Linked DNA regions of Sus scrofa: region 1 is linked to region 2. A link is a contact called in public HiChIP or PLAC-seq data. All regions are on one chromosome and are shown on one strand. Each heading gives the region's core, a stretch centred on a gene start, on an enhancer-like site or on the middle of the called end of the contact. The rest is flanking DNA. Distances are from core to core; before and after follow the strand shown.

Evidence for each region. HiChIP or PLAC-seq counts read pairs in DNA pulled down with a chosen protein or histone mark.
Region 1: an H3K27ac HiChIP or PLAC-seq map of alveolar macrophages shows a contact between it and region 2. The contact joins the promoter of BICRA here to the promoter of ZC3H4 in region 2. A contact is called at or near these places in 1 of 5 promoter capture datasets (liver) and 2 of 2 datasets of contacts at active chromatin or transcription factors (alveolar macrophages and skeletal muscle).

The regions. Positions count from the first base shown.
Region 1 is chr6:53,334,993-53,340,708 of Sscrofa11.1, forward strand. It overlaps BICRA (glioma tumor suppressor candidate region gene 1 protein), which reads left to right and starts at 4,174. Exons shown (of 17, transcript XM_021094645.1): 1 at 4,174-4,240.
Region 2 is chr6:52,936,654-52,942,431 of Sscrofa11.1, forward strand. ZC3H4 (zinc finger CCCH domain-containing protein 4) reads right to left here and starts at 2,062. Exons shown (of 16, transcript XM_005664626.3): 1 at 1,356-2,062; 2 at 147-312. The coding sequence starts at 1,431.

The sequences.
Region 1 (5,716 bases), core at 2,924-5,423, 400 kb after region 2:
CGCCGCTCTGAATGGAACTTGGAGGGACCTCAGGGGTGTTTTAGAATTGGGCAAGGCTTTTCTTGTTTTGTTCCTTCTTGTTATATAAGTGTTAGCTCCCTACAGAAAAGTGCACGGATGCTAAGTGTGCTGTTCAACTGAAACCTAAAAACACCCGTGGAAACATCCTCCCAAGATCAAGAAACAGAGCTCCGGTTGGCAGTTTTAAACTGCATCTGCCAGTGCGAGGGAGGAGCCGCGATGGGCGTTGTTTTGACTTTCAGCGGCACAAACCAGTTGTTTTAAAAAAAGAGGGAGAGAAATAAAAAGAAAACCCACTCCTCTCTGTAGGGAGATGGTCCCTGCAGGGTAGGAGCTGGGTTATAGGACAGGTAGGAGATGTAGCGCTCAGTTAGGATAAGAGGGGTTAAGAGATGATTGGGAGAGCTGGGAGTAGGTTGGGGAAGGCCTAGAAGTGTGAGTGGATGGGACAGAAAATGCTCGGGTGGGGGTGGGGGTAGCTTTCAGGGCTGGAGGGTTGGAGGGCCAGGGGAACTGGGAGCCAGTGAGCCGAACATGTTCCATCTCCCAGGGCGTCAAGCCCCTGGGAGAACACTTCATCAAGTCTGGACTCTGGGGACAGACAGAGGGGTTTGAATCCCCAGCTGTGTGACCTCGATCCGGTTTCTTACCCTCTCTGAACCTATTTCTTTCACAAAAAAAAGTTAGAATTGAGTGAGTTTCCCGGTGGCCTAGCAGTTAAGGACTCAGAGTTGTCACTGCTGTGGCACAGGTTCAATCTCTGGCCAGGGAATGGCTTGGGAACTTCCACATACCCAGGGGTAGCCAAAAAAAAGTTAGAATTGAGGTTTAAATGAGAGTTGGCCTCTGGCTGAGGTGTTTTTATCACAGAGTGTTTTTCACAGTGGGAAGTTAGGCTTACCTGGTTGATGGTGTGTTTGGGGAGAAATAAACAGATGTCTGCAATGTGTCCAAAAATGAAGTGGGTTTGATGGGTGGATAGATGCTCAGATGTGTGAGAAAGCAAATAGAGTAATATACTGATAGTTGAATCGAGGTGCTGGGTATTGAGATGGTCACTATCATATTTCTTTCATTTTTTCCTATTTGAAAATGTTCGTAATAAAATATTGGGAGGGAAAAATAAGTAAGTAAATAAGAAAATAAAATATCGGGGGTGGATTTTGGTGTCTGAGTCTACAGTCCCACTGCATGAAGGAGCTGGAGACGGGACTTTGCCCAGGTTTGCTGGTGACTAAGGGACAAAGTGAGTGAACATGGGTGACTGCATTAGTCCCTACCCTGGCTTGGTATCCCTGGGGCAAGTTGCTGAATCACTTAGGGTTTCACCATCACCTCTACTCCTAACCTAGAACTCACGTCTTGCATCTGATTCTCAAAGGGAAGGGTTGCCCCCCCCCAAGAAGAGCAGGTCTCTTAAAATTTGGGGACCATGTCGACCTCTCCTCTGGCCTTGGATGTTTGACCTCCCAGGGCTTTGCCAGCCATGGCCAGATTGGGGGCTTCTTTCACACCCAGGCACAATACAAGCCTCCTGGTCTTCAGACCATCTTCCTAAGAGATGGAGAATGCCTGTTTGTGTGGGCATTATCTCATTGTTTAGCAGAACTTTTCTTTCTTTTTTTTTTTTTTGCTTTTTAGGGCTGAACCCACGGCATATGTAAGTTCCTAGGCTCCCAGGCTAGGGGGCAAATCAGAACTGCAGCTGCTGGCCTACACCACAGCCACAGCCACAGCCACAATGGGATCTGAACATCTGCAACCTACAATTTAGCTCATGGCAACTCTGGATCCTTATCCCACTGAATGAGGCCAGGGATATTAGTTGTGTTTGTTACCACTGAGCCACAAGAGGAACTCCTAGCATACCTTTCTTGAGCACTAAGTGCTGGGTACACTATTTTGGGGGGTATGTGTAGCAGGCGTAATGCCACTGGAAGCCTGGAACCTGCCACTGAGGGCCAGGGAAACAGGCTAAGAGACCTATTTGCTTATTTTCTCATTGTCTGTATCCCCTAATAGACAGTGGCTGGGGGTGGGGGTGGGGTAGGGGTATCGATGGGGCAGGAACCAGGGTGACACTATATTCCCCACCCACACTAGATACTCATCAACAATACTTCCTGGATGAGTGAACTTGGACAGTCATCCCCTGCAGCGCCTCAAATCTGCTAACTTGGAACCCCAGTCAGTTCCCAAGTTCTGAGGTTCCCCAGGGTCAGCAGCTCTGAGAGCCAGGAGTGGCACCTGGCTCAGATCAGGTCTCACTTCCTGCTTGTGGGAGCTTGGGCAAAACACTTTCCCTCTTTGGGCCAGTTTAGTTTTCTACGCCCGTAAGATGGGACTAACTAAAGGTCTCTAGATAGAGGTGACTGAGGGTCTCTTCCTGGTGAAGACTGGAAAAAAGCCATCGAGACAGGATTCAAGCTGTGTAACTGAGTGTCAATCTTAGCCAACAAATAATAAAGCTGCTCCAAAATAATGTCTGTGTATATGGCTGTTCCCTAAGGGTCCCCTATCTCAGTGGGTGGCGGATGACCACCACGTTAGTCATAGATTGACCACTGTTTTCTGTTTGGAGCAATGCGTGTGTTAAGTTCTGGAGTTGATCAGGTTCCCTTTTTATATAATAATCAATAATAATAACGGTCTGCACTTATCTGGCGCTTCCTGTCAGGTTCCGCTCTCCGAGAGAAGTCATTTTCTCCTACTAACCCTCTAAGTGAGACCTAGTATTGATTTCTTCTTGGAAATGGAGGAGCGGAGAGGTGAAGTCATTTGCCCAAGGTCACACAGTAAACAAGTGGCAGGATGGGAACCAGGAGCTCCCGGGTTTGAGTCAGGGCCCTTTACCTCCGTGGTCTCGTAAATAACAGTAGTGCCGCCGAGAAACTAGGATCAGATCTAAAGCTTAAAAACACATAGCTCTCAATCACTTATTTATTCAACACACATGTATTGAGCAGCTTCGTGGGGTATGCGCCTAGCTTTTCAGGGAACCGGGGAAACTGAAGGTATTAAGCGACCAGAATATAAGCCGCCTCGGCCTGAGCGCTTGGGGAGGGTAGCTCGTAGCTATCTGGGTCCTCGTTGGGCTCCGAGCCCGGCGCAGGGCACACAGTAGGCGCTCAGCATGCGTTCGCCGAAGAAACGCGCCCATCTGAGTGTCACGCCCGCAAGGCGTTCTCGGCCCGGCGGGGCGGAAGCAGACCCAACACCACCGAGGCGTCCCGGGGCTTCTGGGAATCCCATCTGCGCGGCCCGAGAGACCTCGAGGAGAGGTTCTAAGAGAGGTCGGATCCGCTTCCCCGGCGCCCGCCTCCAGGCCGCGGCAGCTCAGAGAACCGACAGAGGTGAGTGAGCGAGCCGCGTTTGGGGTCCAGGCCTGTGTCCCCAAAGCACCGCCCCCGCTCCCCAGCCTTCCAGCTTTTTGGCTCCGACTCCCGGCTCCTTCGAGATTCCACCTGCGGGGCCTCCCTTCTCCATCCACGACTCCCGCTACCTTTTCGAACCTTCGGCGCTCCCCTTGGACGCGTTCTCCTACCCGGCGACCGTCCCCAGCGTCGGGGCGCGGCCGGGGCGCACGGAGCCCCCTCCCCAGCCGGGCCGGTCGCCCGGGATCCGGGAGTGCGAATCCGTTTAGCCTTCCCCCCTAGTCCAGAACATCGCTCGATGTAGTCGGGAGGCTCCAACGGAGCCTGGGAAGACGCGCCCCGAACCCCCGGGACTTGAGCGAGGGAGGGGGCGGTGCCGGTGCGGAGGTCACCCTCCCGGGGCGTCCGCAGCCTCCCATTCGCTGGCGGGCCCGCCGCTCCGCGCCCAGAGCGGTAGCTGGTTTGCCGAGTCGCGGGGCGGGGCCTCCTCCAAGCTCGTCCCCCGGCGAGGGCGGAGGGAGGAGGAGGAGGAGGAGGAGGAGAGGGGGGGCGGGACACAAAACCTGCAAGGTTTTTTTTTTTTCTTTTGCATTTAATTAAAAAAAAAATTTTTTTTTTTTTTTTTGCAAACCCGAGGGGTCCTGCCCGGAGCGGGCGCGGGTCCGGGGCGCCCGGGCCGCGGCGCGGGGCGGCGGCAGGGGCCTGGCGGAGGCTGCCGGGCGGCCGCCATGCGATCAGGCAGTGCGCTGACCGGCCCGGCCGGTCGGCCCCTTCTGGGTCCTCCCTTTGCAGCCCGTGCGGGGCCGTCTCGGAGACCCCGCGCCGACGGCTGCTCAAACATCAGGGTGAGTTTCTCACAATGTAGCAATTTCTCTTTAAATCTCTTAACTCTCTCTACCTGCGAGTCGGGGCTGTGACAGGGCGCAAAAGCGAGGGGGGAGTGGGGGTTGGCGGCGAGGGTGTGTGTGGGGGGAGCCGGAGCCGGGGCCGAACCCACCCCCCGACACTCACACACTCAGCCCCCCAACCGGGGCGCAGCGCCCGCTGCCTCTTTTTTTGCTCGGCGCCCACCACCCCCGGTAGCCCCCCCCCCGACTCCTCGCGTCTCTCCCACCATCACCGCCGCCCCGATCCTGCGGGGACCCCCACCCCCCACCCCGGGTTCCTCTGCCCAAACCCGGCGCCCGGTGCCTCCCCGGCCCTCCCGCCGGCTGCCGGGGATACAATGGAGCGGCGGAAAAACGAGACCTAACGTTCCACGGGGGGAGGGGCGGGGAGACCCCCCCTCCCCCGGCCCGGGGGCCTCCTCCCCTCGCCCTGCTCCTCGCCTTTCGGGAAAGAGGAGGGCAATGGGGCAGCGGATGGTGGCTTCCCTGTCGGAGCCGGCGAGCCTTCATCTCCCCCTCTCGCCCGTCCCCTGCGCCCCCTCCTCTCATCCCTCCTGGGGGTGCCGGGAAGAAACGGGGCCTCCGGCAGGCTGGGAAGGGATGGATGCGGAAGGAGGCCACTGGGTCTCCCCCTCCCCACCGCCCCTAAACAATGAAAGGAGTTGACTTGGTCCCCCACCCCCCAGCAGTGAAAGGAGTTGACCCCCCCCCCCGCTAGCTGGCTGGTCCCGGAGGGGGCCGTTGCGGGGGGTGGGGGGAGGAGGGAGTGGAGCCTTACCCCTGTCACCTCCCGAGATTTGGGGTGGCCCCCCATCTCCTCCCCCTCGGCCCGGGAATGGGAGGCACCAGGCCCAGCCCGGGCACCGCGCTCGGGTGGTGACCTTTAGACAAAGGCAACCCTTTCCCTGGGGTGAGCCCGGACGAGCCGGGCCCGAGGCCTCCCCGGGCCCCTGCGGAGGGCGGCCAGGCCGCGGGCACCCGGAGGGAAGGATGGAGGAGGAGGGAGGAGGGATGGAGCCATCTGGTTTTCCCATCCCTGGCCGCCCCTCGGCTGCTTCTCCGGCTCCTGTCACCCGGCGGCCTCGGGGAGACAAGGGACCAGGGGCTGCCCGGGCCTTGGTCCGCGGCCAGCGGCCACCCGGGCGAGGAGCCGCGGGAGGGCCCGGGAGGCAGCGGTGGCTGGAAGGCAGCGCGGCTCCTTCCTATCTCCGCACCCCTTTGTTTTGCTTTGTGGTTCTGAGCAGCTGAACTTCCCGGGGAGGTGGGGTCAGAGGCCGCTGTGTCAGCTCTCCCCGGGAGGCTGGGGTGACAGGTCCCAGCCCTCTGATGTTCCCAGACTGTGGGCCGCAGCTCGTGCCCAGCCTTCTGCCCGGAGCGGCAGCCCCTTTTGTCACACAGCCCCTCCTATAGTGGCACAGTCGGGGGATGTTTTTG
Region 2 (5,778 bases), core at 812-3,311:
GAGAGACACCCACCGACCCCGCCCTTCCTCCTCCTCCTCCTCCTCCTCCTCCGTGGCCCGGCCCAACATGGCGGCCTCCCCCCTTCCTCCTCCTCCTCCTCTTCCTCCCCCCGGGGACGCTGCCCCGGCCGGGCCGGGGGCCTGACCTGTCGTCAGGGAGCGGGAGGCGGTGGTGGAGGAGGTGCGGGGTGGCCGGGCAGGCGTCGGGGGAACACGGAGGAGGCGAAGGCGTTGATGGCAGTGGCGGCGATGGCGGCGGCGGCGACTCTGATGGCGGCGGCGGGGGGGTCCCGGGCGCGGCCTCCATAGTTCCTTTGGGGGGGAGGGGATGTTAATGCACGAAAAAGGACTGCTTGGGCGTGGCGGGAGGGGCACACTTCAGCTCGGAGGGCTCCTGACAGGAATGAGTATATATTTTTTCGGTTTCGGAATCACCTCTGCGCCGACCTCCGCGTAGGCCGCGCGGCCTTGGCCTCAGAGGGCCGCTCGCCGCCTGCTTTCTCCGCAGCCCGCCTCTAGGTTCACTCGCTCACGGGCGCGGGGCCCTCATTGGGGCGAGAGGGCCCCCCCCACACACACACCCCCTCGCGGGCCCGGGGGAGGGTCGGAGACCCGGAGGACACGGACACTGGTGGGTGGTTCGGTGTAATTAGCGCGGGCCGCGCGCGATGGAGCAAGCGAGGGGGAAGGGGAGAAGAGGAGAGCGAGCAAAGGGGATTTAAAAAAAAAAAAAAAAAAAAAAAGGATTTTAGGGGAAGGAGACGGGCCGCGGAGACGGGCCGACTGTCTGTCTGCCCGCCCGCCCTAGGTGCCCCAGCTGCCCGGCCTCCGCCGCAGTCAGAAATTCACACAAAATGGCGGCTCGGCCCGGATAAGCCCAGAGGCTGAGGCGGGAGGAAGGGCGAGGTGGGAGGGGGAGCAGGGAGGCTGTGTCACGTGGAGCTGAGACACGAAGGGCGGCGGAAAAGGCCGAAGGTGTCGATGTGGGTGGAGCTAGAGAAAGAATGGGAAGGCCCGGGGAGCCGGAAATAGCCGAGGCGAGTCGGGACTGGCGGGGGTGGGCAGAAACGAGGAACCGAGGTGATCCGGAAAGAACCGAAGGCGGTGCCAAGGGTGGGTGACAGGAGGCGGAAACAGCCGAGTGAGGCCGGGCGGCGGTAATAGCATTTAGACAGAAAGAACTGAAGTGTGTGGCGGATGAGGCGATTAATAGAGTAAGAGAGTTTGAGGAATTCGCCTGAGAGCAGGCGGGCAACAGAGAATTGCCAGCCTGAGAGACAGCGGGAAGAGTCGAAAGGTTTAGGCAGAAGAATGGGAGAGAAGGAATTCGAGCTACGGAGAAAAAAAAAAATAACCGAAAGCTGGTGGCCGGGTGCCTGGAGTTGTAGGTTTCCGGAGGATGAAGCCGAAAGGGCCCGGAGATGACGTCATTAGAGACCTCGGTCGTGGATGTTATCCTTGGGCAGTGTGAGAGGGCGGGCCTTGGTAGTGCTTTGGCAGAGTTTAAGAACCTAGAACGTAGTAGGTGGAAGACTCTTAAATGCTGGATTTGGGAGCACTGACAGGGTTCGACAGTATAAAAGGATAAATCGTTTAACCCTCACAACTGTACTAAGGAAGCTACTATTATGTCCATTTAATAGGTATCCTGAAGCTCAGTGTCTTAAGTTTTTGGCTCGAGGTTGTAAGATTACGCGCAAGAGCCCAGAAAGATTTTTAATCAGAGCTGGCATTTCATTGCCTCCTGCAAAAATTTGTTCAGTCCTATTTTCAAGAGAGGATCTTGGTTGGATACTTTATGAGCTTCTACATGGCTAAGTGCAATGATGGGCGATGGAAACATAGTGTCTTTATGTATATAAAAATCGATAATGCCCCAGGGGAAAGAAACTGAAAGTTAAAGAGTAACTGAAGGGTTCTTAATATTTTGGGGGGCAGGGTTGTTTAAGCTGACACGGAAGAAGAAGAAATAGCTCCAGGCAGAGGAAATACCTTATTTCAGGCCCTGACAAGGCAAGGATCACTTAGATGCCAGGAACCGAGAAAATTCTTGTAGCATGAGAGCGATGTGGAGACAGAGGCGCCAGATCACATGCTATATTAATCCTACTATAAAATTTAGAAATAAACTCTGCCAGGGTAATTTACAACCTCCTTCAGGGAAGAAATTAGCATTCCTGATAAAGTAAAATGATTAACCTATTTTCTTTTTGTCTTTTTAGGGCTGCATCTACTGCATTTGGAAGTTCCTGGGCAAGACATTGAATCAGAGCTGCAGCTGCTGGCCTACACCACAGCCACTGCAACTTCAGATCCGTTCTGTGTCTGTGACCTACACCACATCTCAAGGCAATGCTGGATCCTTAACCCACTGAGGGAGGTCAGGGATTGAACCGGAGTCATCATGAATACTAGTTTGGTTCCTTACTGCTGAGCCACAATGGGAACTGCCCCTTTTCCCTATAAAACCAGGCTCTCTTCCGTTGCTCTTTGGACTTGCCTCTGGTTCCTCTTAAGTTGTAAATCCTGAATTGCAACTGATTTGTCTCTGGATAAACCCATTTTGGAGATGAAATAACTGGCTTTTTTATTGGTTTGGGTTCAGTATTATACAACTTGATAAGAGAATATACTATGTAATCACCTAAATGATGAAATGGAGAATGATAAGCCAACCCAGAGGCCCCTCCTAGCCCCATCTAGTCACAGCCTCCCCCAAGGTAATGGACCTTCTGATTCCTAACCTCATAAATTAATTTTGCCTTCATGTCCTCATCTAAATAGAATCTACAAGACATACTCTTTGGTATCTGGCTTCTTTCACTTAACATTTAATTGGTGGCATGTGGTTGAAGTTCATTTGTTCTCATTTCTGTGTAGTATCGAAACTGACAGCACTTAGGACTTGAACCTAGCCTGAACCCAGGCCTCTGTCCACCATTGCTGAACAGAAACGCAGAGACAGAGTTTGGGTGAAGGAGAAAAAGATAGCTTTATTGCTTTGCCAGGCAGAGGGGGCCACAGCAGACTACTGCCTTAAAGACTGTGCCCTTACAGATAAGAATCAGGGTAGAGGCAAGCTTGTATTGTCTTTCAAAGCTGATGTTTAGGAGTTCCCATCGTGGCTCAGTGGAAACGAATCTGAGTAGCATCTATGAGGACGCAAGTTAGATCCTTGGCCTTGATCCGTGATTTTAAGTATCCCATGTTGCTGTGAGCTGTGGTGTAGGTTGCAGCGGCCACTCAGATCTCATGTTGCTCTTGGCTATGGCGTAGGCTAGTGGCTGCAGCTCTGACTCAATCCCTAGCCTGAGAACCTCCATATGCCATGGGTGGGGCCCTAAAACAAACAAACAAACAAACAAAAAGATGTTTAGTGGCCCCAGGACTGGTGCTGGTGGTCCCCCTTCATTCCCAGAATGAAAAATCCTTCTTCGAGTAATTCTTCCATTTCTTGAGAGTTTTAGTTCTACGGAAAGGCTCAAAGATATTGTTATGTATTATGTATATTCCTTAAGGAGGAACCAGGACCCTGCCCCAAGGCTCCACTGCTCCTCCCTGGTCTCTGCATCCCCTCCCTCCCCTGATTAGCCACTGCCCTTTGGAACTCAGGGAAGGTCATGGAGGCTGAGGCGTATTCCCTAAAAACAGAAAGGCTTGTGTGCCTAGGGGCCCCACAGGGCAGGAGCTCTGTTACAGTTACTGTAAGTTTATTTTGTCTGTTCCTCTGTTTCTATTTTGTAATTAAGTTCATTTGTATCACTTTTTTTAGGGGGCCACACCCACGACACAGGGAAGTTCCCAGCTAGGGGTCAAATTTCAAATCGGATCTGCTCCTACATCACAGCCACAGCAGTGCCAAATCCAAGCGTCATCTGCAGCCTACTCCACCGCTTGCACCAACACCAGATCCTTAACCCGTGGGCCAAGGCCAGGGATCAAACCCACATGCTCATGGATACAAGTCAGGTTCTTAAACCATAACAAGAACTATATTTTTAAAAAACTTTTTATGAAAGTATAGCTGGTTTACAATGTTACTTCAATTTCTGTTGTACAGCAAAGTAACTCAGCCACACGTACAAATACACTTTTTTTAATACTGTCTTTTTTTTTTTAATACTATACGTTTTTTATACTATCATGTTCTAACCCAAGAGACTGGACACAGTTCCCTGTGCTGTACAGCCTTGTATCATTTTTTTAGATTCCACGTATAAATGGTCTCTCTCTGACTTACCTCACTTAGTAAGATCATCTTTAGGTCCATGCACATTGCTGCAAATGGTTTATTTCATTCTTTTTATGGCTGAGTAACAGTTCATTGTATATAGGATCACATCCTTTTTTTTTTTTTTTTTGTCTTTTTGCTATTTCTTTGGTGTGTAGTTTTGTTTTGTTTTAGGGCCGTACCCATGGCATATGGAGGTTCCCAGGCTAGGGGTCCAATCGGAGCTGTAGCCACCAGCCTACGCCACAGCCACAGCAACGGGGGATCCGAGCCTCGCCTGCAACCGACACCACAGCTCACGGCACACCGGATCATTAACACACTGAGCAAGGGCGGGGACTGAATGCGCAACCTCATGGTTCCTAGTCGGATTTGTTAACCACTACGGGAACTCCAGTACCACATCTTCTTTATCCATTCATCTGTTGATGAACATTCAGGTTGCTTCCATGCCTTGGCTATTAAAAGTGGTAATCTTGGGAGTTCCCGTCCTGGCGCAGTGGTGCAGTGGTTAATGAATCCGACTAGGAACCATGAGGTTGATCCCTGCCCTTGCTCAGTAGGTTAACGATCTGGCGTTGCCGTGAGCTGTGGTGTAGGTTGCAGACGTGGCTCAGATCCCGCGTTGCTGTGGCTCTGGCGTAGGCTGGTGGCTACAGCTCCGATTAGACCCCTAGCCTGGGAACCTCCATATGCCATGGGAGTGGCCCAAAGAAATAGCAAAAAGACAAAAAATAATAATAATAATAATAATAATGTGGTCCTCATTTAAAAAAAAAAAAGTGGTAATCTTTTTTCAGGGGGGACACCCATGGCATATGGAAGTTCCCAGGCTAGGGGTCGACCCGAGCTGCAGCTGTGACCTACACCACAGCTCATGGCAATGCAGGATCCTTAACCCACTGAGTGAGGCCAGGGATCAAACCCACGTCCTCATGGATACTAGTCACGGGTAGTCCCTATTGTTATTAATTTGAGTAGTCCTTTGCAGAGAAGACACATTGCAGAGTGTGGGCCAATACCAGCAGCTGGCTCCAACCTCTGGAAACCCTGGGGAAGAAAGGAGACCACTGGTCAAAGAGAGACATTGTGCTGGATCCTACTGACTGCCAACCCCATCTCTATTTCTACCTTCTTTCTTGCTAATGCAACCTTGGATTTATTTAGGAGACAGGAGGTAAAGAAGTCCAGTTTAGGAGATGGTCAGTCATGGGTCTACCTAGTTCTTAAAAAGATGGTGTCACCCCCTAGAGGACATTTTGAAAATTATGGAGGGAAATTATTTTTGAACTAAATTATATTTAGTTCTCAAGAGGAAAATACTGGAAGTTTGTGTGGGCTTTTGGGGGGCATCACAATAATGAGGGGGTTGTTACCAGCATTAGAGGCTAGGGAATGGGGTGATAGGATGTTCTACAACATTACATTGGTAATGAATGATGGTCTAATAAATGAAGTCAATGATCTTTCTTAAACAATGGAAAGAACTGTTGGGAAGTTCCCATTGTAGCTCAGTGGTAATGAACCTGACTAGTATCCATGAGGAT